3 separate regions of the Anas platyrhynchos genome follow, and regions 1 and 3 are each linked to region 2. Evidence: chromatin contacts called from public Hi-C data. All regions are on one chromosome and are shown on one strand. The core of a region is the stretch at or near the end of the contact, and the rest is flanking DNA. Distances in the headings are between cores, read along the strand shown.

Evidence for each region. A called contact is a pair of places that touch in the nucleus more often than the background predicts.
Region 1: a Hi-C map of subcutaneous adipose tissue shows a contact between it and region 2, with 2.1 times the contacts expected there. The contact joins the promoter of WNT2 here to the enhancer-like site in region 2. A contact is called at or near these places in 2 of 8 Hi-C or Micro-C datasets (skeletal muscle and subcutaneous adipose tissue).
Region 3: a Hi-C map of subcutaneous adipose tissue shows a contact between it and region 2, with 2.5 times the contacts expected there. The contact joins two enhancer-like sites. A contact is called at or near these places in 2 of 8 Hi-C or Micro-C datasets (skeletal muscle and subcutaneous adipose tissue).

What each region holds. Positions count from the first base shown.
Region 1 is chr1:26,250,964-26,253,663 of IASCAAS_PekinDuck_T2T, reverse strand. It overlaps WNT2 (Wnt family member 2), which reads right to left and starts at 1,397. Exons shown (of 5, transcript XM_038179924.2): 1 at 1,089-1,397; 2 at 561-784. The coding sequence starts at 1,168.
Region 2 is chr1:26,468,846-26,471,545 of IASCAAS_PekinDuck_T2T, reverse strand. No RefSeq gene overlaps it. Among named protein-coding and RNA genes, the nearest start is that of CAPZA2, 16 kb to the right of the region's middle. Within about 2 kb of position 1,300, at least 2 of the 8 cell types and tissues checked have an H3K27ac peak or open chromatin away from gene starts, as enhancers often do. A contact at or near this core is called in subcutaneous adipose tissue, where this site is marked.
Region 3 is chr1:26,609,473-26,612,172 of IASCAAS_PekinDuck_T2T, reverse strand. All of the region lies in intron 2 of MET (MET proto-oncogene, receptor tyrosine kinase), which reads left to right. Among named protein-coding and RNA genes, the nearest start is that of MET, 25 kb to the left of the region's middle. Within about 2 kb of position 1,437, at least 3 of the 8 cell types and tissues checked have an H3K27ac peak or open chromatin away from gene starts, as enhancers often do. A contact at or near this core is called in subcutaneous adipose tissue, where this site is marked.

The DNA of each region.
Region 1 (2,700 bases), core at 148-2,647, 220 kb after region 2:
TACAGCCCCTTTCAGCCCACGGCGTGGTGCTGGGGTCCCCAGCTGGGGCTGGGCGGCTGCGCTCTGGAGCCCCCATTTCTCTGTAGCCCTTTTTGGGGTGCAGTACGTGCTGAAACAATGCGGGAACTGCATGGCCAACCGCTAAAATACCCAAATTCTCTTTCTGAACCTCAGCTCTTTATGATTTAACGGTGGCTTTTAAGCAAAGCAGTGCTTCTTATCGTAGGATCCCAGAACGGTTTGGGTTGGAAGGGACCTTAAAGACTGCCAAACTCCAACCCCCTGCCATGTGCAGGGACACCTCCCACCGGACCAGGCTGCCCAAAGCCCCATCCAGCCTGGCCTTGGACACCTCCAGGGATGGGGCATCCACAGCTGCTCCGGGCAGCCTTCCCCAGCGCCTCGCCACCCCCTGAGGGAGGCACATCTCATCTTCCGCTGCCGGCACGCCTCGCCTCGCCTCGCCTCGCCCCTCGCTTCTCCCCCGGGGGGTGCCGCGGGTGCGCCCCGTGCCCCCCAACCCCCCCCCCGCGCCCCCCGTCCCCTGACCCCGCACTCACTGCGCTGCAGGACGCGGCCGAGCAGGCGCTGCCCCCGCTCCAGGGCGCTGCAGTCCCAGCGGTGCCGGCGGAACTGGTGCTGGCACTCGGCCGTCCAGGCGGCCACGCCGCGGCCGATGGAGAGCATGGCCTCGGGGTGCCGGCGGCACAGCTGCCGCTGCCGGCTCACCAGCCCCGGCACGTTGTCGCACATCACCCGCGACGAGCCCACGGCCCCCATGTACCTGCGGGAGGCAAGCGGCAGGGCAGCGGCAGGGCATGGACAGGAGCAGGGACAGGGACAGGGACAGGGACAGGGACAGGGACAGGGACAGGGACAGGGACCCCCCCCCCGCCCCATTACATCCCCCCGAGCTCCGGGGGTCGCAGCAGCCCAAAGCGGCGCTTAAAGAACCGAACCAGAAGCCCTGAGCGAAAACTAAACGGCATCACCAGCGGCACCCAGATGCTCGCTGTGAAGCCCCGGGTGCCCCCCGGCGGGTCCCGTCCCCCGGGCCCCCCGGCACCGCTCCCCCCCCGGCCCCTCACCACCACGAGGAGCCGACCCGCGGCGCGGCGCAGAGCAGCAGCAGGGGGAGCGGCCCCCACATCCCGGCGAGCCAGCTCATGGTGGGAAGGCGGCGGCGCTCCGCATCGGGGCAGGCCGAGGGGAAAGCCCATGGAAGGAGGGGGCGCCCGGGGGGCCCCGAGGGCTGGAGGCGGCTCCCTTTGGGGGGCCGGGGGTCCCCGCTCCCCGCCGAGCCTCCCCTGCAGGCGCGGCGCAATGAGGGGCTGCCGCGGGCTGGGTGGGTTCGCGCTGTGTGCGCGGTGGCTTTTTTTTTTTTTTTTTCCTGTAAGTCTGATGGATGAAATGATGTCAAGAGACACTCGGGGGAAGAGGAGGAGGAGGAGGGAACACCTCCGCCCGGGCAGGAATCCCGAGGAGCCGGTTGGTTCCCGCTGACCCTACACAAGCGAGCGGCCGGCCCCAGGCACCAGCTGGGGTCGGGGGCTCGGTGCTGGGATCCCCGCGCACCCCCAGTTCAGGGCCGGGGTCCTCACCCCACCACCTCCTGCCCCCGGGGGAACCGGCACTGCCCCATCTCCTCCCCAAGCCCACCGCGATGCCAGCACGGGCCCCCGAGAGTTTTCAGGGGAAGCTGCGTGCTGGTGGGTGCAAATCAGCACCTTTACCCACTTTCTTTCCCCCCCCCCAGCAGGACCGCAGCCGCTCCCAGCCCCGCAGCACACCCTGACCCCGAGGGAAAGGCCCGGTCCTAACCCAGACACCTGTGGCCAGGTCCCCAAATAACCCCGGGAGCACAGCGCTCAGCCCCGCCGCCTGCAGGAGCCGGCCCAGGGGGAAAAGCCGGGCAATAAGGCAAAGGGCGGCGGAGCGGGACCGCCCTATGGGACCGCCGCTGCAGGCAGCAGTTCGGGGCTGGTGCTGGGGAGGTGCTGAGGTGACAGCCGCCAGCCTCTAGCGTTGGAGGAAGAAAACGCAAGAAGCCGAGTTGTGGCAATGCCTGAGGCGGTGCCGTTCACCTGCTTCTCGATCAAACTTGGGAAACTACGCCCCGAAAACCAACCCAAACCCAAACCAGAGACAAAGCAACCACGCCCCGCAGGAGAAAAGCTCTGGGCTGCAGCCTCCGGGAGAGGGGAATAAAGCCTGGAGCACGTCGCTGGTCCTACAGCAGCACTGCTTGTCCAGTAGGAACCTCGGTTCTGGTCACTGACCCTAGGCGATCCCAAAACCAACAGCTGGGCACTCAAGCTATTTGGTAAGATAGTATCGATGTGAAAGAAAAAAAAAATCCCCTTTTCAGGCAGAAACCAGCTTCAGTTGCAGAAGAGTACGGGACACGCAGCTTGGATCAGTTCATAGGGGAAAGAAGACATGGCAGGGACAGGACAGCCAACTCCAGCAGTTGAGGCCTTTCTGAGCAGAGGCCGCAGCCCTCACAGCTCCCCCCCAGCCTCCTCAGGTGTGCAGCAAGCAGCTGACCCACGGGCTTTTCCCCAATAACCTTCCCCATTAACAGCAGCACCTTCACTTGCAGCAACCCACAGCAGCGATTAACGCTGCCCTCCTCCTCCTCCTCTCCAGAAGATGCTCCGTGTGCAGCCCCAGAGACCACGCTCCTAGGGCCGTGTTTGC
Region 2 (2,700 bases), core at 51-2,550:
ACAAATAACTGTCATTTTACTTACAGAAAACTTTTAACTGAAAATGTCCCATCTTAGTCTTCTCTAAGCTAGAAGATTTTCTTTGACTTTTACTCATATGTTGTATTTTCTAAACATGTTAACTTTCTTCTTGTTAGATCTTCCCAGTTTGTCCACATTTCTTAGGAGTGGTGCCAGGGACGAACTCGGTACTCTCAAAACTTCTCACTGCTTTATAGAGTGATTAGGTTGACCACTCTGCTGCTCATGGCTGAAGGAAGCCATCAGTGAGATAATCCAAGTTGTCTGGACAATCAAGGCACTACAGCACTTGGCTTGCTTGGAGGTTTTGTCCACAAACACATGCAGATTGAGAAATATGGCAATAGGTGTTAACCAGGCAAATAATTAACTTGTTTGAGGATCTTTCTGGTTATACAAGTCAGATGGGACAGTAATCTTCTGAGTCCTTTATTTTTCAAAGTATATATCTTATGTTTGTCTCGGAACAGTGTCCCTTCCCCAAGTAATTCCTTTGTGCTTACCTTAGTTGAACTGTGGCAGACAGGAAAGCTGCCTCACCAGGAGGACACCTTTCTTCAAAGAGAGTGATGGCAAAGCCAGGGGCAGGAGCTCACGTAGCTGCAGCCCCAGTCCTTCAGCCCATTAGCCTGCTTTATCCAAACGAACTCACTAAGAGGAATTATAACTCTCCATATTTTTGAGTGCATGCATATTCTGTTGTTTCACACATGCTGTGTCTCTCTTTTAATTATATTTGAATAACTTGTGTAATTCAACCAGCCAGTTTCAGGGAACTAGAGATCTCTGGCTTGTAAAAAGAGGGCTGTAAATCAAAGAATTTCTTGAGCACTCATTTGTGAGACGTGTCAGACAGAGCCCAGGCCAAGGGCAGGGAGCACCGGAAAGCTAGGAATACAAAGGAGATGCTGTCTGCGGTGTAGCAGGAAGTTATATTTAGAAAGGTGGAAACATCAGCCTTTGGTAGGAGGTGTGCTGAGGCTCAGTGCTTGCAATATTACTTACACACTACGTCCAGTCTCCCTCATGTCACACCTGACATGGGAAGATGTCCCTTGGCCCCAGAAGAAGACCTTTTCAAACAAGTGCTCCCTGAGGCCACTCACGCTGCTGGAGAGCTCAGCTGTGACAGGACCCAGTGGGTGAGGGATGCAGAAGCATCCCCCCAGAATGGTGAAATATTTCTTCTGTAGTGCTTGCAGACTGATAAGGAGCCATACTGCAGTGAATACTCATGCATGCACTCATTGAACATCAGCTCCCTCTACTGTAAATACACTGCTACAAGCTGCTGTACCACCCCGCCACCTCCCCAAACAGCCAATTTTGGCAACTGCTCATTGCAACCCTACTCTGGAGCACTGTGACTAAGGGCATGGAAAAAATGCTTCCTGCAGAACAGGCAGGCAGAAAGACAGCATGGATTTTTCTTTTCAGTTCTTGTGGTTGTAATAATTGGGTTTTCAATCTTTCAGTATGCTGCAAATATCCATCTCTAGTTTGTCTCAAAACCAGAATAAATTTCATGATCTTTATCTAATATTTTGCAAACAAATGTAGATTACAGTCTACAGAACGGTCTGCTGCAATAGCTGCAGTCTTGCCTCTAACAGCCACAAGAGTCATCTGTTACAAAAAAATGTAATAGTTGGATCCTAAACTCTGCTGATCATTATCTGACTTATGATGTTTTGTCTTCCTGAAAAGGTTAAAAATGTGACAAGTCTCAATAGCTGATGGCCATACCCATCTATACCAAGGGCTATTCTTGGCTCCAGCAGAAATTAGAGACATTTGCAGCTCAGCTCAGTAACACAGTCCCGTTAACTGGTCTGATTTACTCAAAAGTATGACTCAAAAGGACCGAAATTGTTGTTCAGTCCAGACTGAATTCAATTAATAGTTTGAGCCCAGAAGTATGAAAGGTTGGATTTTTTTCAGAGAAAGTGAAATATTTTTTGTTTTGAAATTGACCTTATATTTTAATGTTAGACTAAACAAAAGTTTAATTTCGGATTAAACCAGTGCTTGTGGTTTTACTTGGCATGAGATCCAATTAAATGATCAAAGTCTCAAAAGTCGGCCAAGAGATCAAGGAAGATGAGGAGAGCAGAGAGGCCCTGAGACTTCCCTGAGAATGGATAGCCAGAGCCTCTAGTGAAATTTTAATGTAATGGAAAACACAGACACTAGATCAGAAAGAATCCAGACAACTGGAGAAGTGATCAATAGCCTATCCATGAAAACAGCCCGTTTATTGATTGTTATAAAAAAAGGAGCAGGAAGAAGATATTAAAGTAATATGACAGGAGATGGAGAGCTGAGTGTTGAGACTCTAATTTGTTTGACTGTTGAAGAACAGAGGCAAGGAAGAAGATGAAAGAGCGAGAAGGGATGAAAATATGATCAAGACAGGTCAGCTCACAGACAAGGAGGCATCAAGGGGATGGCTGAAAGCACTGGCAGTAGGGGCAGCAAATATCTCAAAGTATGGATCGTGAGAGATGGCCGGACAACAGGGAAGGGAAAGGGGAAGGAGAAGGGAGGCCAGGACAGCAGCTTGGCAGCGCAACTCACATGCGTGACTGATAGAGACTGGAGAATGCCTCAGCCTCTTGCGGGATCCTGTACCCTGTTGTACGGAGGGTCACAATCTCATCCTTAGCCATGGGCCCTCTA
Region 3 (2,700 bases), core at 188-2,687, 140 kb before region 2:
GAACAAGAAACACTGCTTGTTTGTAACTGATGCTGTCTACGATCTTACTAGCTTTAACCACAGAGTAAACTAACACTGCAGAAGGAGATGCAGAGTGGCAGAAAGGGAGTAGGCATCGAAGTACACCATGCAAGAGCCTGAGTAATGGGCAAAAAATGGGAGTATAACCCTATGACCATATTTAGTTTCCACATGTGAATCTTGGCTGGCTGAAAGCTGCCCCGAATGCCAGCAAAGCCTGAGAAGCTGGAAATCTTTCACTGTGCATACAAGCAGAGTCATGACTCACGCAGAAGAGAAATAGTTTTCTTTTGCAAGAGGAACATTTTTCGTTATTGACCAGGGAGACACCCAAAAATAGCTTTGCTTTCTGAGTGAGTCTGTCAATACACAGCAACACTGTGGAGGTACAAAAACTGAAGAAACTCCAGGAATTTGCTAATAAGAAGTAGAAATCTGTGTTTAAAGAGAGTAAGCCAAATTCACTGAACATGTCAAATCCTTAAAGACGATGAATTAAAATTAAGGTAGCTTGGACTGTTCAATAAATTCCAAATGTCAGACAAAGAAATGAAATGACGGTCCAAAGAATATTAATGCAAGATATTTAAAATGCTGTGCAATTTAATCTCTTTGAGTAGGGAGCTCATTGTATAATCTCATTTACATTGTGTTTTATTTCTGATGTAATACATTTTCAGCATCAAAAGTGAAGCAGCATTCAACTTCTGTGAAAGATAAAGCACTCTTGATGCTTCTTGGAAAGGAAGAGCACTTCCGAGAATCACAGATTTTTTGAGCCTGTTTCCACCAAAACCATTGGAATTTTCCAAATTATTTCAATGGAAACTGAAATAAGCCAAGGGAAATCCCACCCCACGGTGAGGGAGAACATCATTAAAAGGTATGAGTAATCAGAGAAAAAGGCAAACAGGACTTATTTCAATGCTTTTTATTTTTTTTTTTCCTTCATGGTTTGCTCCAGTGACCCTCATCTTCTGATCTTAGAGTCCTTTTCCAACCTAAATGATTCTGTGATTCTAACGTTTATGAATGATACTGACCTAAACCAGCTGAAAATTAGGCTCTCGTCAACCAAAATGAGCTCACTAAGCTTAACACATCTTCCATCATGTTTACCCTGCTGTGATCTGGCTTTCTCCAAAGCACCAAATTTCACCCACAACAGCAAGAGAGCGCAACCAGCCCCGGGCAGCAGGCCCCGTTTGGTGAGGCACAGCACAGGGTGCTACGGGGGCAAACGTCTCAGCTAAAAGGAGCACTTTGGCTGTATTTATCTTTGCTTAATCCACGAGGACACGCGTTGTGCGGTCAGAAAGCGCCGCTCTTGGGTTTTAGTCTAAATTAGGGAGAAAATCCACGGCCAAGCAGGCAGCCAGCAGCAGGCCGCACCCCCGGGGCACGGAGCCTGGTGTAACCGCGGGCAGCTCCGCAAGGCGAGGCTGCCCTCTCCTGGCTAACCGCGGCGGCCTGCTCGGGAGAAAACGCTCTGGAGCTCAGGAGGGAACGAGTTGGATCCCGCTTAATCCCATTTCTTTCTTTTTTCTGTTTTTTTAAATCAGAACACCTCAATATGAACCTAGCAACGGGGCTCGCTCTGGCTTACAGGGGGGGTTCTTAACCCCGCACTCGCAATGATGCATCTGCCTACATGGTGTCTGGAATAAAAAGTACTGCCATGAATATGCTAAATCGAGAAATCCAAATAAACAGACTGTAACTCACTGGCTCCAGGAGAACAACCAACTTTGTAAAAGTGTATTAATGAAGTTGCTTGCACTTGCATTTCATCTGCTAAAACAAATGTTTGTTGAGCACTCTGCTGGTGGAAATACACCCTCCGCTTTCACCCTAATAGAAGTGTTTCTAAAAGTCATCTATTACTGTAAACATGGAGGAAGAAGTAATCTAATAAAGCACTCCCCCGAGGACAGCAAATATGGATCCAGCAAATTCCTGCTTTGACTTAAATCAGCACAAGGCTTCGTGCACAGTGAAAAACAAAAGGCAGCAAGCACAATGTTAGACAAGCCGATCTCCCACCTGCTAATAGCAGAGGAATCAAGCCAGAGCAAGACTCTCTGTTTGAAATTAGGTGTTTTGTTTTGTTTTGTTTTTCTTTTTTCCTGCCTATCTCCCCTAGAAATTTTGGCTGAGAATGAGCTGAGCCAGAGTCTCTAGAAACACCAGGTAGTGCTGGAGTAATGCTCATGTACTAGGCAAACACAGTTTAGTCCTGTGTTGTGCTTGCCAGCCCAGCACAAAGGAGACACCCCTGTGGGTCTTATGGCACAGATAAAAATAAATTCCCTGGGGAGATGATAGTTTGACCTGTAATCACTATTTATTTTTGCAAGAATAACTGATCCTCTGAGGGTGCCAGAGTGTTTTGAGAAGCCCAGTGCTCAGCATCAGGAGGTGCAGGAGCGATGCTGCTGGCGGGCAAGCTTTAGGCAGTTGTACGTTTGCTCAAGTTTTAGAGGATAACAGGCAGGATAACACCAGGCTTGAATGGTTGCTGGTTAACATCTGGCTGTTTCGTGCTGTTCCTAATATCACAAAGCAGCCCTAGGCCTCAGCTCGCCGGCTGGGTTAAATCAGGCAGGCAGATTCTGTTTTCAGAGCAGCACTTAGGCATCAAGAGCAGATTGGTGACTCTGGCACAACATCTATTAATAA